Regions from separate parts of the Mus musculus genome. Here all the other regions are linked to region 1. A link is a contact called in public promoter capture Hi-C data. All regions are on one chromosome and are shown on one strand. The core of a region is the stretch at or near the end of the contact, and the rest is flanking DNA. Distances in the headings are between cores, read along the strand shown.

What was found. Promoter capture Hi-C pulls out the DNA fragments that hold promoters and counts their contacts.
Region 2: a contact with region 1 is called in a promoter capture Hi-C map of 3T3-L1-derived adipocytes, with 4 times the contacts expected there. The contact joins the promoter of Rab5a here to the promoter of Slc5a7 in region 1. A contact is called at or near these places in 3 of 39 promoter capture datasets (the 3T3-L1 cell line and 3T3-L1-derived adipocytes) and 1 of 115 datasets of contacts at active chromatin or transcription factors (epiblast stem cells).
Region 3: a contact with region 1 is called in a promoter capture Hi-C map of the 3T3-L1 cell line, with 3 times the contacts expected there. The contact joins the promoter of Kat2b here to the promoter of Slc5a7 in region 1. A contact is called at or near these places in 2 of 39 promoter capture datasets (both in the 3T3-L1 cell line).

What each region holds. Positions count from the first base shown.
Region 1 is chr17:54,295,868-54,300,985 of GRCm38.p6, forward strand. It overlaps Slc5a7 (solute carrier family 5 (choline transporter), member 7), which reads right to left and starts at 3,167. Exons shown (of 9, transcript NM_022025.4): 1 at 2,714-3,167; 2 at 1,092-1,324. The coding sequence starts at 1,269.
Region 2 is chr17:53,476,100-53,481,217 of GRCm38.p6, forward strand. It overlaps Rab5a (RAB5A, member RAS oncogene family), which reads left to right and starts at 3,135. Exons shown (of 6, transcript NM_025887.4): 1 at 3,135-3,509.
Region 3 is chr17:53,564,209-53,569,326 of GRCm38.p6, forward strand. It overlaps Kat2b (K(lysine) acetyltransferase 2B), which reads left to right and starts at 2,763. Exons shown (of 18, transcript NM_020005.4): 1 at 2,763-3,370. The coding sequence starts at 3,122.

The DNA.
Region 1 (5,118 bases), core at 1,917-4,416:
TCACAGAGCCTGCTGTAAAGAACATATGGCTCCATCTACAGTGGCTGAATATATATCTGAACTTACAATTCGAATACTTGAGAGATTAAAAAAATCTGCAGTCCATATAGGATACTGTAGATCTCAGATGACCAAAATGTTCAGAAGAGAAAGACCGTCTTCATAGGAGAGTAAAGTCCCTAGCTAACACACAACGTCAATTGTCTTTCGATAAAAGGTTTGCACAGACACTGATATTTCATTTGGATTTGGTTTCTAGTTAGACATTTTTCTAATGAGACATCAAGAGTTCCAGCAAGAACGTATCATGTTGCTAGTATTAAAACCACTAAGGAAGGTTCAGATCTAATGTGTTGTTAGTCAAAGTGTTACCAACCATTTATAAGACACAATTTTATATTGTTTTCAGAATTAGTTTTGGAGACCAAGACAAAAATGAAAAACAGCAGAAATCACTCTGAGACCAAAGGTAGAACAAACAAGGGCTGCTCCTAACAAAAAGAAGATTATAAAGGAAGAGAGATGCAGATGATGGCCTGTGAATTCCTTTGAGGACACACCTTGACTTTTTCCCTTTTATACCAAGGATCCTGAAAAACTTACTTTTATTGTTGTAGATTGTTTCCTTTAAGGAAAATAGGTATTAAATGAGAAAAGTAAGCTTCTAACAGGAATAATTAGATTAGAATTCTACTGCCTTCAAAATTATCTATTTAGGCAAAAAACTACAACCAGGTAGTATTCACTTGTCATTTCAGAGAGCTCAGTCACAACCCCAAATAGACACATTGAGACGCCATCACATTGTTTCATCGATTCTCATCTCCACTCCTTTGTTTTTACCATTCCTATCCACTAGCCCGTCAAGAGAGACCACGTTGCTTCCCTAATATTAAGTTCAGTGATTTATTGTAAAATTGTTTTTGTCTAGAATTACTGAAATTAAAACATGTTCATTTTGTTTTAAATTAAATATGAAGCCACTTTAAAATATAAGTTGTGGACTGAAAGAGCTCCAAAGGACAAAGGCAATGTGTGATTTCTCCCTTTGAGTAGAAACCAGCCTGGGAAGGGAATACAGAGAAACCTACCTGTCATGGTAAAACCACCAACCAACAAACCAATGTCACGGCCCCCGACTATGATGGCTTCACTGCGCTCTTCTGGGTTGCCGCTGTTTTTGGTTTTCCATGCAGCCCATATTCCAACCAGAAATATAAGGAGGTAGAAGAGGATAATAGCTACCAGTCCTTCTACGTGGAAAGACATTTTTATTTAGGGTACAGTGCAGATCCTTCCACAGAGGGCTACTTCATCAAATCTTCTGTAGAAAATACAGCAATGTATTATTAAGCAGCCACGCACTATGCTTACACAGGCTGCCAAAACGAAGCAGCTGGATCCAGACATCTTTTTTTTTTTTCTTCTTTGAAAAAGCTTGCATTGAAATCCCATAATACTAATCATGGCCAACAAGTGTCCAGTTCACTGCTCTGTTTCTGCTTAACAAGTTAATGCTTTGCATTCGAAGAAACAAACAAAAAAAGGAGTGAGCATAAATCCAATAAAAATAATTTTTTTTGTATTTTATAAATTCCTTCAAGTTAAGTCTGTTTTGTATTACACCTCAGTTCTTTAGATTGTTTGCAGCGATTATGCCTATATATTTGCCCTTTCAAACTAAGTCAATATTTAATAATTGTTTACTAATTTAAGTGTAGCCTAAAGGAATACTCCAAGAAAGTCTCCCCCCTCCCCCTCCCTCTCTCTCTTCCCCCCTTTCCTCCTCCCCTCCCCTCTCCTCTCTCTCTCTCTCTCTCTCTCTCTCTCTCTCTCTCTTTCTTTCTCTCTTTCTCTCTTTCTCTCTCTCTCTCTGTTCATTCTTCATTCTTTACTTATCCTTTCAGACCTCAGGAAACAGGTCCAAAAGTAACTCAATATAAAATATCTGGCCAGAATACCCCCTCCAAAAACACTAAAACAAAAACAACGCCCCCCCCCCAAAAACAAACAAACAAACTAGGAAAATCCTTTTTAAAATCAATTTACTGTGACAACTAAGTATGTTTTCCTTGTTTAAAAGAAGGACCCTCTCAATCTCTCAATCTTCCTTTGTCCTTAGTTCATATCATGTCCACCCCACCCCCACCCCCACCCCACCCTCACTCCTACCCCCACCCCCACCCCGCGCCTCATCATCCCGGTCTCTACAGAAGAGGATTTTAAAATAAGGCAATATATAAACCACAGTCACAGATACGAAAACGCGAACGAAGAGGACTGATGTCAACTTTTAAAATAAAGCTTGATCTTACGGAATTCCTGTTCTCTTATACTGAACAAACCAGTGCTATTTCCTTCACCCCAGTTCACAGGCGTAAGTTTTTGTGGGAGGGGGTCTGAGCTTTGCAAGCGGGTTCTGGCTGCAAGCACTCACCTCCGGGATGTTCTGGAGCGCCCCGGACCGGGTGGGCTCCGCCTTTGTGAGCCCAGAGCCACCAAATTTCCCCTCCGCCCAAACTCCCCCGCGCCCTGCTCCCCTTTGCCTCTGAGCTCTGGATCTCCTGAATCCAGACTCCTACAGTCGCTAGCACCCCTAGAGCCACAAGTGCTTCTTAACTGAGCGGAGGGGACATCCCCAGCAGGCAGAGTCGATCCTTCCCGGGCGGCCCCGAGGGTGTGGCCCTAGCTCTTGTTCCCGTAGGGCTCTTACCTTTGCGTCACCCGGAGCTGCTTTAGGGGTCCAGGAGCCCCTTGAGCCCCGGGCTGTGAGGGACACGGAGGGAGGGAGGCTCGAGGTGAGTGGAGGGGGCTCCGGCAAGGAGCCCGATGAGGACTCCGAGGGGGTGAAGCGATCGATCTGGGTATTGGAAAAAGTCTCTTTATAAGGGCGGAAGGCGGGGGCGATCGTCAGAGCTCTGGAGAAGGACGTCAGAACAAAGTGGTGCTGGGCGTGAGTTGCGGACTGTGCCCTGGTGTGGCCCGGGGTGCGAGGGAACAGCCAAGCTCAGATCCAGCACTTGCCCAAGTTCATGTTCCCATCCCAAGTCAAGTCGTCTGCTACCCTAGAATGGAGGACTCCAGACTAAAGGTCATTTCCCAGCCTACCTGCCCACTTTATCTTTCTGGGTTGCAAAAGACAGCAATGGACTTGGAGGATTTCACTTGCAGATGCAGACTGGAAGCTTCCAAACCCCGCCTTGAGGTGTCCACATGCAAGCTCAGTTAAGGGCCTTGTCTCTGTCTCTGGTTGGCCTCAGAGAGGGGTTGCTTTCAAGCCCTTCTTGGCTAGTTTTTTTGTAGAAACATGTTAGGAAGGTTTAGACTAGTCAGCCTATTTCTCTTTGCTTTATATTCATATTCCCTTCACTTAAAACTGGGGTCACCATGAAACTTTCTCACAGGTGCACAGTTCTTTAAAATAAAGTTGGTGTGTAAGCCACAGGAAACATCCTACTAGCTAAGCCAAGCACTCTAGCTTATAAAAGCACTCAGTCTATCACTTCAAACAGGTTTAGATCTTTTGCATGCATATATATCTAGCACTACATTTCTAGCATACTACATATCTAGTATTCTGTGACAGGATTACTTATGTATCTGTTGTACCTGTCTTTAAAGGGCTTTATCTTATAACAGTTGAATATATTGTAGAGGGGGCTGCTTCTGCAACCTTTTAAATGTGTTTCAGGGAGAGGTGTTATGGAATGGGTGTGAGGAAAAAGAAAAGATTGAAAGCCATAAAGTCTCAGCTTTGTGCCCACTTTCTCACTTCTTTCTACATCTACTGAGCCAGTCTATTAAACAGTGAAACAGTGCATCTGACAGCTAACGAGGTGAAGTCCATACTCAGCTGCTATCCACCTCTCTAGGCTAACCTGCAGACTAGCTCCCATCTTAGACTGGATTTATAGAGGCTCTTTTAACTGTATTCCCCATTCCTTTGTTCTCTGTGTGAACAGTAACTTCCCCTGTTACTGGACAGGGCAGAGGCCTATGTGGATAGTTGTCATAATGAAGGTTTGTAACCAGCTAATTGCTATCTATCTATCTATCTATCTATCTATCTATCTATCTATCTATCTATCTATCTATCTATGGAACAGACCCTATTTGAGCTCAGACAGAAACTAACAGAAGACAGACATGAAATTCATTTAACCACTCAGTGTTTTAGGTGGGATTTCTTTTACTTTTGATTCTAATTAACTTCTGATTTTGAACTTAGGCCACAGATTAATACACATTTTTTTCCTTCTGGAATATTCCTTAAGGTGATGACACAGATATTTCAGTTGCAGTAGGGCAGGGATCAGGAATGCAGTGTCTCAGACAGTGTGCCAGTTTATGGGGCTAAGGTCAGAGAGTGTGACTCAAGCACAGAGAGACAGGAGAGATGGCTGTCCTCACAGAACATCACTAGGGCTTAGGGGTGAGAATCCGGAGTGCAGCCAGGGCTGGCACTCTGGGAGAGGTGGGGCTAGGGAAACTAATTAATTTTGAGAAGCCAGGAATACCAGGATCTAGACCAACTCCCAGATCTCAGTAGTGACAGTGACCTTGAAAGTGGCTTAAAAGAAAACTGGCAAAGAAACTGTCCTTCATGATAAAGAGCACCAGTTGAAAATGACAACTACTGATGTATTGAGTCTGGCTTTTGGCAGACATGTCCTCATCTGCCAAGTCCTGTGAGTACCATTGTCTGACCAGACAATGATGCCGCACATGCGTTTCTGATCTAGCATCCTCTTTGTGATGCATGTTTGTCTTTTATCTTCACTATAACATCCCTTTCTACTTTCCTGAGAGTATATGCTTATACTTGGAGCCACAGAATATATGTCAGTGGGAGCTGAATTTCGGATTTAGGAGCTGGAAAGCAAGTTTGCATTACAAATCATTTATTTCGTTAGTACACATCTCCTATTACTTTTTATATTCCAAACAGTGTTCTAAGAACCGAGAATATATGTAGAAAATGATATATAATGCCCTACCCTAAACAACTTTTTATCCTTAACAGGAAAACAAAAGGAATATCAGACAAAGGTCTCATTTAACTTCTTATTTTCAGTTCTGGGGAGCACACAGTATATCCCTCTGCTTACAGATATTAAG
Region 2 (5,118 bases), core at 1,885-4,384, 820 kb before region 1:
AGGAGAGGACAGACAAAGGGTTAGAGCAGGGGGTGCAAAGAAGTAGCTGAGGAAGTAGAATCTAGAATTTAGAGTCAAATATGGTGAGTAGCAGAAGCCAGAAGAAACAAATAATCTATACATACCTCAGGAGAGTCAAATCAGCAGCTTGGTTCGATTAGGAGAGGCTGAGCCCCTTGGGGGTGGAGAGTGTTATATATGTCCCTCCTGGTGACTGAAATGAAGACATAATATTTCCAAAGTGTGGTTGAGAAGAGTACAGCCAGGGACATCCAAAGGAGTCCAGAGCAGGGAGAGAAAGTAGTAGACTAAACGTGGCCAATCGACTTAACTGAACCATGAGAGGGGAGGGGAGAGAGAGAGAGAGAGAGAGAGAGAGAGCCAAGAGCAGAAGACCAAGAGAGTTACAGCCGCAATGGCAGGATTATATAGAAAACAAATGCTAAGGGAAGAAAAGCAAAGCCTGTGGGATGGAGAGGTTTAGGGGAGCAGGCAGGGTAAGAAGAGCTGAGAGGAACCACAGATACTGAGTGAGCCTGAAGGCCAATCTTACACTGTTGGATGCTAATAAGCACCACAGTTAGCCATCTGTCCTATTTTCTTTGGGACTTGTTAACTCCAGTTCTCAGTATTCTACTCATGTTGCAGAATATTTGATTATACTGTGAACCCTGAGATTCTGTTGTTTACTGGATAAACCTGTCTCTAGTTGTGGTACGGTTCACCCTTAGCATATACTACTTTAATCCCTCTGGCTAGAATACAGACATGCCCTTAGTATATACCTTTAATCCCAAACAATGAGAATAAAATTAGTTTGTAGAAGGAAGCGCACATGTTTGAAAGCGATGTCTAATTGAATGGCAGACAAAGTGACAAATCAGAGAAAGATATGACAGAACAGGATATGCTCAACTCTCATGAAAAGAAAGAGAAGCTACTTGGGATGGGCAGTGCGGAGAGAAAGGAGGCAGTTGTACTGGGAAAGCTTTAGAGAGAAAGACTGAAGAGAGAGCAAGCTAGACACAGGTAAGACAGAACCCACCAGAAAATGAGGAGCCAGAAGATTAGAACATACCGCCTGAATTAGTTTGAGGCCAAGCAGAGCAAAAAGTCAAAGGCCGAGTGAGAAGCCAGGTTGAATTAGCTTGAAGAGGAGTTTGAGCTGGAACCTCGGAGCTTGAAGGCATTCTAGGCCTAGATTAGATTGTACAGAGGCTAGAAACTTCCAGGACCAGTCCTAGATTAGCCGACTGTGGCAGTATGCAGAGACAGCAATTACTTCAGGTAAATAAAGGATACTACTACCTAAGAGGGCAGGACATCCTCTTCTGAGAGCCATATGGTATAGAGACATATATTCAAGAAAACATTCATAAACATAAAATCAAATTTAAAAATGATTTTAAAGAAAGAGTACTTGAAGTTAAGGAGGAAAAGTCATGGTGGAATATGAGAGTATTTGGGGGAAAGGAAATTGGAAGGGTGGATTTGATCAAAGCATTCATGTCCGTGTGGTTTGTGTATAAAGGAAGTTTGTAGTGCCAGATGTATAAACTGAGGCCACGACTACTCAAAGGCATGCTTGTTTGAAGGGAAGGAAGGGTTTTGTTGTAGGTATGAGGGAAAGTACAGCCAGAGGCATCTGGAAAAATCCAGAGCTGGGAGAGAAAAGTGTAGACTGGACATGGCCATGGGGTGGGATGGGGTAGTGAGACAGGAAGACAAAGGAGCAAAGGAGGCCACAGGAGAGGGGAGCGGGAAGGAGAGAGGGAGAGGGAGAGGGAGGGAGAGAGAGAGAGAGAGAGAGAGAGAGAGAGAGAGAGAGAGAGAGAGTCAAATAGTAGGGTTACATGGGAATGAGAAACTAGAAGAGGGAAGCTCATGACTTGGAGAAGTTTAGGGTAGGAAGTGGGGTGAGAAGAGCCACAGGTACTGAGTAAATCAGAAGGCTAGCCTTGTGTTTTGGTATGCTAATAGGCACCACAGAACCTTTCTGACAGAGACAAGGAATGACTCTTTTGATAGAAACCAGTGCCAGAATTTAGGGGAGTGGAGTATTTGGACCTATGCGGATCAAGGGAACGTCTTAAATAGGTGTGCTGTGGGCAGCCATAAACATCTTGGGCTGCTGTTCATTGGAATCTTAAGAACTAGTGTTATGGAGCCGGCTGCAGGCTAGACTATATCTAACCTGTGATCGTGGCCAAATTATTTGCCTCCCTCATTCATTCCACAAACATGCCAGGACTCTGTGTGCTTATCAACTGTGCTTATCAATGGGTGTGTGTGTGTGTGTGAGAGAGAGAGAGAGAGAGAGAGAGAGAGAGAGAGAGATCACTCCAAAATGTTTACTACTTAGTTCAATGGGGAATTCCAAATAAACGCTAATTATTAGGATTTCCTCCTTTTCACTCAAAAAACAAACAAAACAAAACAAAAAACCACACACACAGGTAAACTCTCAATAAAAGCAAGTTATTCTTTTGAGGTTTGCTGTCTAAAGGCAGCTTTTGAATTTAAGGGTCTTAATTCTCTCCGAGATCACAGACACGCCCATTCTCGGAAAAGCAGGGCATTTCCAGAGCCACAGGAGCCCTCGCTCGCCTAAACCCCTTTACTGAGCTGCTGAAGTGGTGTGAGAGGCCTGTGAGTGAACCATCAGACCGAAAATCGCCGCAATGGGAAGACAACCCAGGCTGACAATGGCAGTGGGGACCCTGTCAGCTCCGATGAGACCCATAAAACGCAGGTCTGGCCCACGCCTCTCGGGTTCCCAACCCGCCGGCTTAGAGCGCCGCCACCCAGATAACAATGGTGGTACTGAGGGTGGAGCCCCGGGGAGGAGGAAGGCAGAGCAAGGAAGTGAGTAGGTCTGGCCCCAGGGAATTGGAGAAGACACGTGACGCAACCCCACGCCCCCCTCTTCATTCCTGACGCTCCTGCCTCGCCTTGCAGCCGGAGCCCAAAGATGTCGGTTCAGATCAAGGAGGCGTTAGAGAGGGCCGAACTATTCTCCCTTAGCGCACCCGGGGATGTCACGTGACTTCGGCCCCGCCCCCTTAGGAAGCCGCTGCCGGCCTCCTGGGAGGGGCAGCGGCGGAAATGACGTCACGGCGTTCTTCGCTGCGTGCGGCTACGTGGCGGAGCCGGCGGAAGCAGTTCCTGCGCTGGAGCCCGAGTGTTTGTGTTTTGGTTCGTGAGGAGCCGGGGCGGTCTGAGGGGAGGAGACCGAGGGAGGAGGAGGAGGAGAACGACGACGACGAGGAAGAAGTCCTCGGAACTCGAGCGCGGCGACTCTGGAGGAGGAGGAGAAAGGAAGGCGGAACGGAGAGGCGGAGACGCAGCCCGGCAGGGGCGGCGGCACGGCGGGCGGCGCTCAGAGTCCCGCGCCGGCCAGGGTGAGAAGAAGGAGCGAGCAGGCGACGCCGCCGCTGCAGCCGCGGCGCATCCGATCTCCGGGCCGGGCCGGGCCGTGCGTGGCCTCGCTGCCGGGAGACGCGGCCCAGGTAAGCCGCCGTCGGGGCGGGTCCCTGTGGTCCCGGGCCGGGCTTGGGGCCTCCAAGCCGCCGCGGGCCCTCAGCGCTTAGTGACTCATTCTTCTAGCAGCTTCGGGGCCTGGGACGTGGGGAATCCTCTGAGGGAGCGGCGGGTGGCACCCTCTTCCCTTCACAAGATGGCGCCGTGGGAAGAGCCTGGGGCCCTGGCGGTCTCCAGCCCGGTCTTTGGGGCTCTGTCCCGGCTACTGAGCCGGATCGCATCCGGGGTGACGGGGGTGGCTCAGGAGCGCGCCCACCAGGCCCAGCGGAGCTCCTGGCCCCGGCACCCCGGTTTGATTTCTCGGCTTCTTCCAGACAGGAACCCAGGCCTCCAGCAGGTGGGGATTGGGGAGCTCCGCCTACCTCTGACCGGCTTGGCCGGGCTGTGCGAGTAGTGGGATCCTCTGGTCCCTTCCGTGGGAGGTGGGAAGCCCGGGCCAAGGTGCGAGCAGGTTAACATCCTAACGCCTCCAGAAGTTTAAAGCTTTGACTGTCACTCTTGGCATATTAGTTTTTGCCTCGCCGAAATGGATTTAAAGTTCTGAATCAGTTGCCTTGCACGTAACTAATTAAAAAAAAAAAAACTGTTACATCTTCCAGAATATTGAGGTCTGCCCAGAATCGTTCTTAATGTAAAATTTGAACCCGTGGGGTTGTGAACAAAGTAGGCAGCACAACAGTGCCTGGCACAATTTAAGGGCTCAGTGCAATTTTTTTAATCAAAGACTTCCTAACTGTATAAAAAAACTATTTTAAAGATTGGAGATGCATATTATGCAAAAGTTTTCTTTGACGGAATAAAAGTACAAGTTATAAGTGCAGAACCTCTGTGCACTGAGCAGTAGCTTCACTGAACACCCCCAGCCCTCGCACTTAACATTAATACCATGTTCAACCTGTGTAGGTTTATACTTGGGCTTATTTCCGTTTGAGGTCTTTGGAAGTAAAAGATTTAGTAGCTTTGCACTTTAAAAGACACTGACTGTGAAGGCACCCCGCCTGTCATCCCAGCACTCTGGAAGCTGAGGTAGGTAGGATCAGGAGTCCAGGCCATCCGTAACCTATCCTGTGCTTGCCTAGGCGACAAGTCCCTGTCCCTCAAAAATGTGATCGGGATGTGGGGCAGGAAACAGTTTTTAAAAACTAAGTACAAAATTTTGTTTGTATTTTCTGTGAGAATCGATGTTTTCCCTGAGATTTTGGAAGTACCATAGGAATACAGAACAAGTTTTGTCCTGGATAAGTCATTTACTGTTTTATAGGTAAGGAACAATTGAGAAACATTTAAGCTGAAGGTATGTTGGTGCCTTTTTCAGTCTGTATGAAGTCTATTGATCTACAAGCATTAATTAATTAACTAATTCACCAAGAGGCCATTTTAATTGCCAGTTTCAAACACTGTGTACTTAGTAAGCACTGTATCAGAGACTAGATATGTTGTCTTATTTAATTCTTAACAGTTGCTGTGCAATGTTAGGGTATAATGAATATAGAAAATTTGAAAATTAAAACTTAGATTGACATAGCTGAGACTAGACTTCAGAATCTGGTTTGTTTTATGGATTGGGGAGAAATGGGA
Region 3 (5,118 bases), core at 1,513-4,012, 730 kb before region 1:
CTGGCCTCAAACTCAGAAATCTGCCTGCCTCTGCCTCCCGAGTCCTGAGATTAAAGGCTTTCGACACCATGCCTGGCCATAGATTTTTTTTTTCTTAAAAGATTACATTTAATGTACTATTCGACTTTTTGTTTGTTTGTTTGTTTTTGAGACAAAGAGAGAGAATTAAAGAACTTAGATTTGGCCGGGCAGTGGTGGCACATGCCTTTAATCCCAGCACTTGGGGGGTAGAGGCAGGCAGACTTCTGAGTTCGAGGCCAGCCTGGTCTACAGAGTGAGTTCCAGGACGGCCAGGGCTACACAAAGAAAAACTAAAAAAAAAGGTTACAAATTACTGTCCTCTTCCAACTGGCCCTGTCAAATCACCACAAATCACCATTAGGTGTGCATGCTTTCAATAATCCAAGCTCTCAGAGGGCAGAAGCAGGAAGATATATGTGAGTTCCTGGCCAGCCTGGTCTACAGAGTGAATTCCAGGACAGCCAGGGCTACACAGTGAAACCCTGTCTCGAAAGGCAATAAATATCATCTGGCCAGGTAACCAGTTTTTAGGGAAACTGATATGCCCACAAACACATTAAGGAGATGGGAACATTTTTCAGTCTCTTAAATGAGATAATGTTCTTACATTTACCCATAAGCCCCTCTCGCTGTGCAGCCACTTACAGATCTGGACTGCTAAGCTTGTCTGCCTTTTTTTTCCAAGACAGGGTTTCTCTGTATACCCCTGGCTGTCCTGCAACTCACTTTGTAGACCAGGCTGGCCTCGAACTCTTGTCTGCCTCTTTTTTTTTTTTTTTTTTTTTTTTTTTGGTTTTTCGAGATTGTCTGCCTTTTTGACCTCTTAACTCAAAAGGTGTATCTTTGTTTTCACACCAGTTCTATCCCTTCTTTGGTTTCTGGCCAAGAGCATAAGCATACCACCCCTGGCCCTCGGGGCATTCTCCACTTTTCTCTGAAGGTTATATACATCTCCAAACCACCCTTTTGTACAGCTACTTACACCCCACCTAGGCTCCAAGTGCAGAACAGGCTTACTTTCTGCACTCTAAAAATGAGCCAGTTTTTCTCTTCCTTCTGTTTACCTTTGGGCAGCTGCCAGAATTTACAGTTCACTATAATACAATGGGCCTCAATCTTCCTTCTGAATCCACTTAAAAATTCTTAGATAAAGGACACTAAGAACATATAAGAGAACCTGGATTTCCCCAGTAAGTAATGTTTTAATGACATTATTGTAGAAACTTGAAGAACAAACAACCAGAGGACAGTGATGTAAAACCTGAGCTTTTTCGGGAGGCAGAGGCAGGAGGATTTCTGAGTTCGAGGCCAGCCTGGTCTACAAAGTGAGTTGCAGGACAGCCAGGGCTACACAGAGAAACCCTGTCTTGAGCCCTCCCACCCCCAACAAAACAAAACAAAAAACCCCTGAGCTTTTTTTTTTTTTTTTTTTTTTTTTTTTCCCCAGACAGGATTTCTCTGTGTAGCCCTGGCTGTCCTGCAACTCACTTTGTAGACCAGGCTGACCTCGAACTCAGAAATCCACTTGCCTCTGCCTCCCAAATGCCAGGATTAAAGACATGCTGAGTTCTTTTTTTTTTTTTTTCCTTGTTTCTTTATATACAAGGTTTCACTGTGTAGCCCTAGCTGACCTGGAACTCCTAACAGTAGACCAGAATTCCTCAAACTCACAGAGCCTGGCCAGTCTCTGCTTCTGCAGTTCTGGGGTCAAAGGTGAAGACCACCGCTCCTGGCCTGTTTTTTAATTAATTTAATTAATTTTTGAGGCAAGAGTCTTACTCTATTGAGCTTCCACACTAGGCTAAGGTCAAGCCTAGGTAAGGACTTCAGTTAGATGTAGCCTAGTAAGGCTGCAGTTTCACAGCAGGTGTCACTCCTTTGAGAAGAGACTTCTTTCTCTCTTGGCATTGCATTACTCTGCGTTAAAAGGACACAGAATCTGGCGAAACACATCTTGAGACATAAAATGCAACTTTAAGCATGACTGGTAAGAGTATTTGCAAGGGAAAGCCCATCCCATATGGCTGGAGTTCAGCAGGAGCTACCAAGCTTGCTAGACAACCAATCACAAATTCATTACGACCATTGTCCCACATTGTGACTATGCTTGCTCCGCAGAATTAGGGCACTTGCCAACGGTGCTGACCGGCAATGCAGGGCTATTCAAATCGCTTTAGGAAGGTTGACCCATGTGAAAAAATGAAACAATCTCTTCCTACCATCAGAGCCAGGGACAATAGTTTTGATTTTGAAGTTTAAGTCAAAATCGGAATCACTTTCCTGGACGCTGTCTTTCTGGTTAACTTGAAAACAATAGACACACTAGCAGCTGAAAGTAGCCAACCTCGAGTGAACCCCGTAGGCGGACTAATTTCAAACTTTTTCCATGCGTTTAGTTTTCATTTCGCCGACATGTAATGTTCTCAAACGAACAAGTATTATGTGATACACACACACACACACACACACACACACACACACACACCACACACACACACCATTGAGTCATCTCCCTCCCTCTCTGGTCATATTCGGTTCAGAAACTACCAGGAGAAGACGATGGGGAAGAATTGTTTAAAAAAAAAAAGTTTAACTCAAAGTCAAAAAAAAAAAAAAAAAAAAAAGGAACCCTTCACGCCATGATTTTGGTGAATTAGCAACAAAGAGGAGGATTGGCCGCTGACGGGTACTTCTGGAAAACATTTTTTTTTCCTCTGGCTCCCGCTAGGGTGGAGGAAGTTGGGTCTCGGCGCGGGAGGGTGTCAGGCCCAGGGACGCCAGCAGCGCAGGGCGGCAGGTGCCTGGGCTGCAGCGGCCCGGTCTCGCGGGTCGCCGGTCACCTACGGGCCCTGGCGCTCCCGGCGGGCGGCTACGCTCGCAGCAGCATGCCGGAGGCCCAGGGGAGCAGAGCGCGGCCAAGGCGCTCGGGCCCGCTAGCGTCCTAGCCGCCTGGGGAGGCGCGGGGGCCTGCGATCGCTGGCGGCCGAGTGCGGCGGGGGCGGGGAGGGCGCAGGGCGGCGGCCGGGGGGGGGGGAGGGTCTCGGCTCCGCCACCAGCGCCCGCGGGGACCCTGGCAGCTGCGGGTGACAGTCGGGGCGGCATGGCCGAGGCTGGCGGGGCCGGGTCCCCAGCACTGCCTCCCGCGCCCCCGCACGGTTCCCCCCGGACCCTGGCCACCGCTGCCGGGAGCTCTGCTTCCTGCGGGCCAGCGACCGCGGTGGCCGCGGCGGGCACGGCCGAGGGACCGGGAGGAGGCGGCTCGGCCCGGATCGCCGTGAAGAAGGCGCAGTTGCGCTCTGCTCCGCGGGCGAAGAAGCTGGAGAAACTCGGCGTGTACTCCGCCTGCAAGGTACCCGCTGGGATGAGCACAATCGCGGGGTCACGGGCGGGCTCGGACCCCCCCTCCCCTCCCCCACCCACTCCCAGCTTCCCGCCGGCACCGCGGAAGTGCTGCGTTCTGTGCGCGCGCTCTGCCGCTGCGGCTTGCACAGCATCTCACTGGGACAGGGGTAGGGGGTCTTCTAGATCTGCCGGTGTCCCTCTTCTGGGAAGGATGAGTCTTGGCTTCGGAGCGCTCGGCACTGGGGCTTTTTCTGCTCTGTAGGAGCTCGCGGGAGTCCTTTCACAGGGAGTGTAACTGTGCTTGGTGTGGCAGATCTGTCGGGGTTGGGAAGCAGCTTTTTTGGGGTTGGGGGCATCTTAGCGTGTGTCTCCCCGCGCTCGCCCTCCCCACTGAGCCCCGCTAGGAGGAGCTGGGTTGTGGAGCACCCAGAAGTGTCCTGGAATCCTGGCGCTCTACGGGAGCGAAGGGGCGGAGCGCGGGGTGGGAGGTGGGCACTGCCCCAAGCCCCTGTCCTTTGGCGCCTGGCGGCCTCGGCCGTGCGGCGACAACCCTGTCATTATTGTTATTATTTATTTAGCGAAAGCGGGATCCTGGCCGCTTAGGGTGTAAACAGGGTCTGGCAGGGTGACAGCCCAGGCGGCGAGCGCGTCTGCTCAGTTTGAAGACAGCTTTCTTGCCATTCTCCCTCTTTGGGGACTTTAGGCACCCAGGGCATCCAGCTGTAGAGCACTTGTAGGGGGCTCAGCATCTCCAGGCTGCAGGGGAGAGCGACTCTGCACTGTAGACTGCGGCTTTGTTTTGACTGGGTGACAGCAGAAGTGGGCGGGGACTTGGCCTTGTCAGCCCGGGCGGCCTGTGGTTGGGACCAGGCACTCACTCACTCACACCTCCCGTGTTGCTTGCTGCTCCAGCTTACTACTGTAAAAGGAGTCGCATCCGCAGCATCCAGGTTCTCATTCCTACTCCCCACTGTACAGCCAGGATGGATAAACCTGGTAGATGACTTCCCTTCCGGGACATTCTGGTTGTCGTGTTTTCTGGAGCTTTAAGGACCTTGGGGTCTCAAGCATGCCCTGCCCATTCCTTGTGGTCACCTCCTGTTTATCGATGCAGTCACAGCACCTGCTGTGCCTTCCTGAGAGGGCTCCAGTGCGGTGCCTTATGCACACAAATATGCTTTGGAATCGCTAAAAGCAAAAATCAGGAGGTCTGGGGTGGGGTCTGAGGAGTTACATTTCCAACAAAGCCCCCCAGGAGATGTGAGTGGCAACTGAGAATACTTTCCACGAAGCAAGTATATTACTACTTTTGAATTCTGCAGAGGAGCTGGGAAATACTAACGTCACGTGGTATAGACTAAGGCGTGCAAAAAAAAAAAATTGGAAGTATGTTTCTAAGAAATGGGAAAGGCGAGGGGCTCTACTCCAAAAGCTATTGACTTCCTTAGTTTTACAGTCCTACCAGTCCGACCTACCATCCACCTTAGACAGGACCTCTGGTGTAGCATGCCGGGGAGAGAGTGGCCAACAGAACCCAGAGCAAGTTCAAGGACTTAATAAATAGGCTTGGCCTTTGCAGCTGCTCTAGTCTCATTCAGAAAGCCAGCTATGTAGTCCTGACTTAGTTTTCAGTATTAGCCTGAGTCCCCATCACCAATACCCATCTCCATACTGCCTCCTGTCTGAAAACTTTCCAGTGGTTGTACACATGCATTCTTTTTAACTTTCTCTAGGTCTTCCTATGAAGTCCAGGAT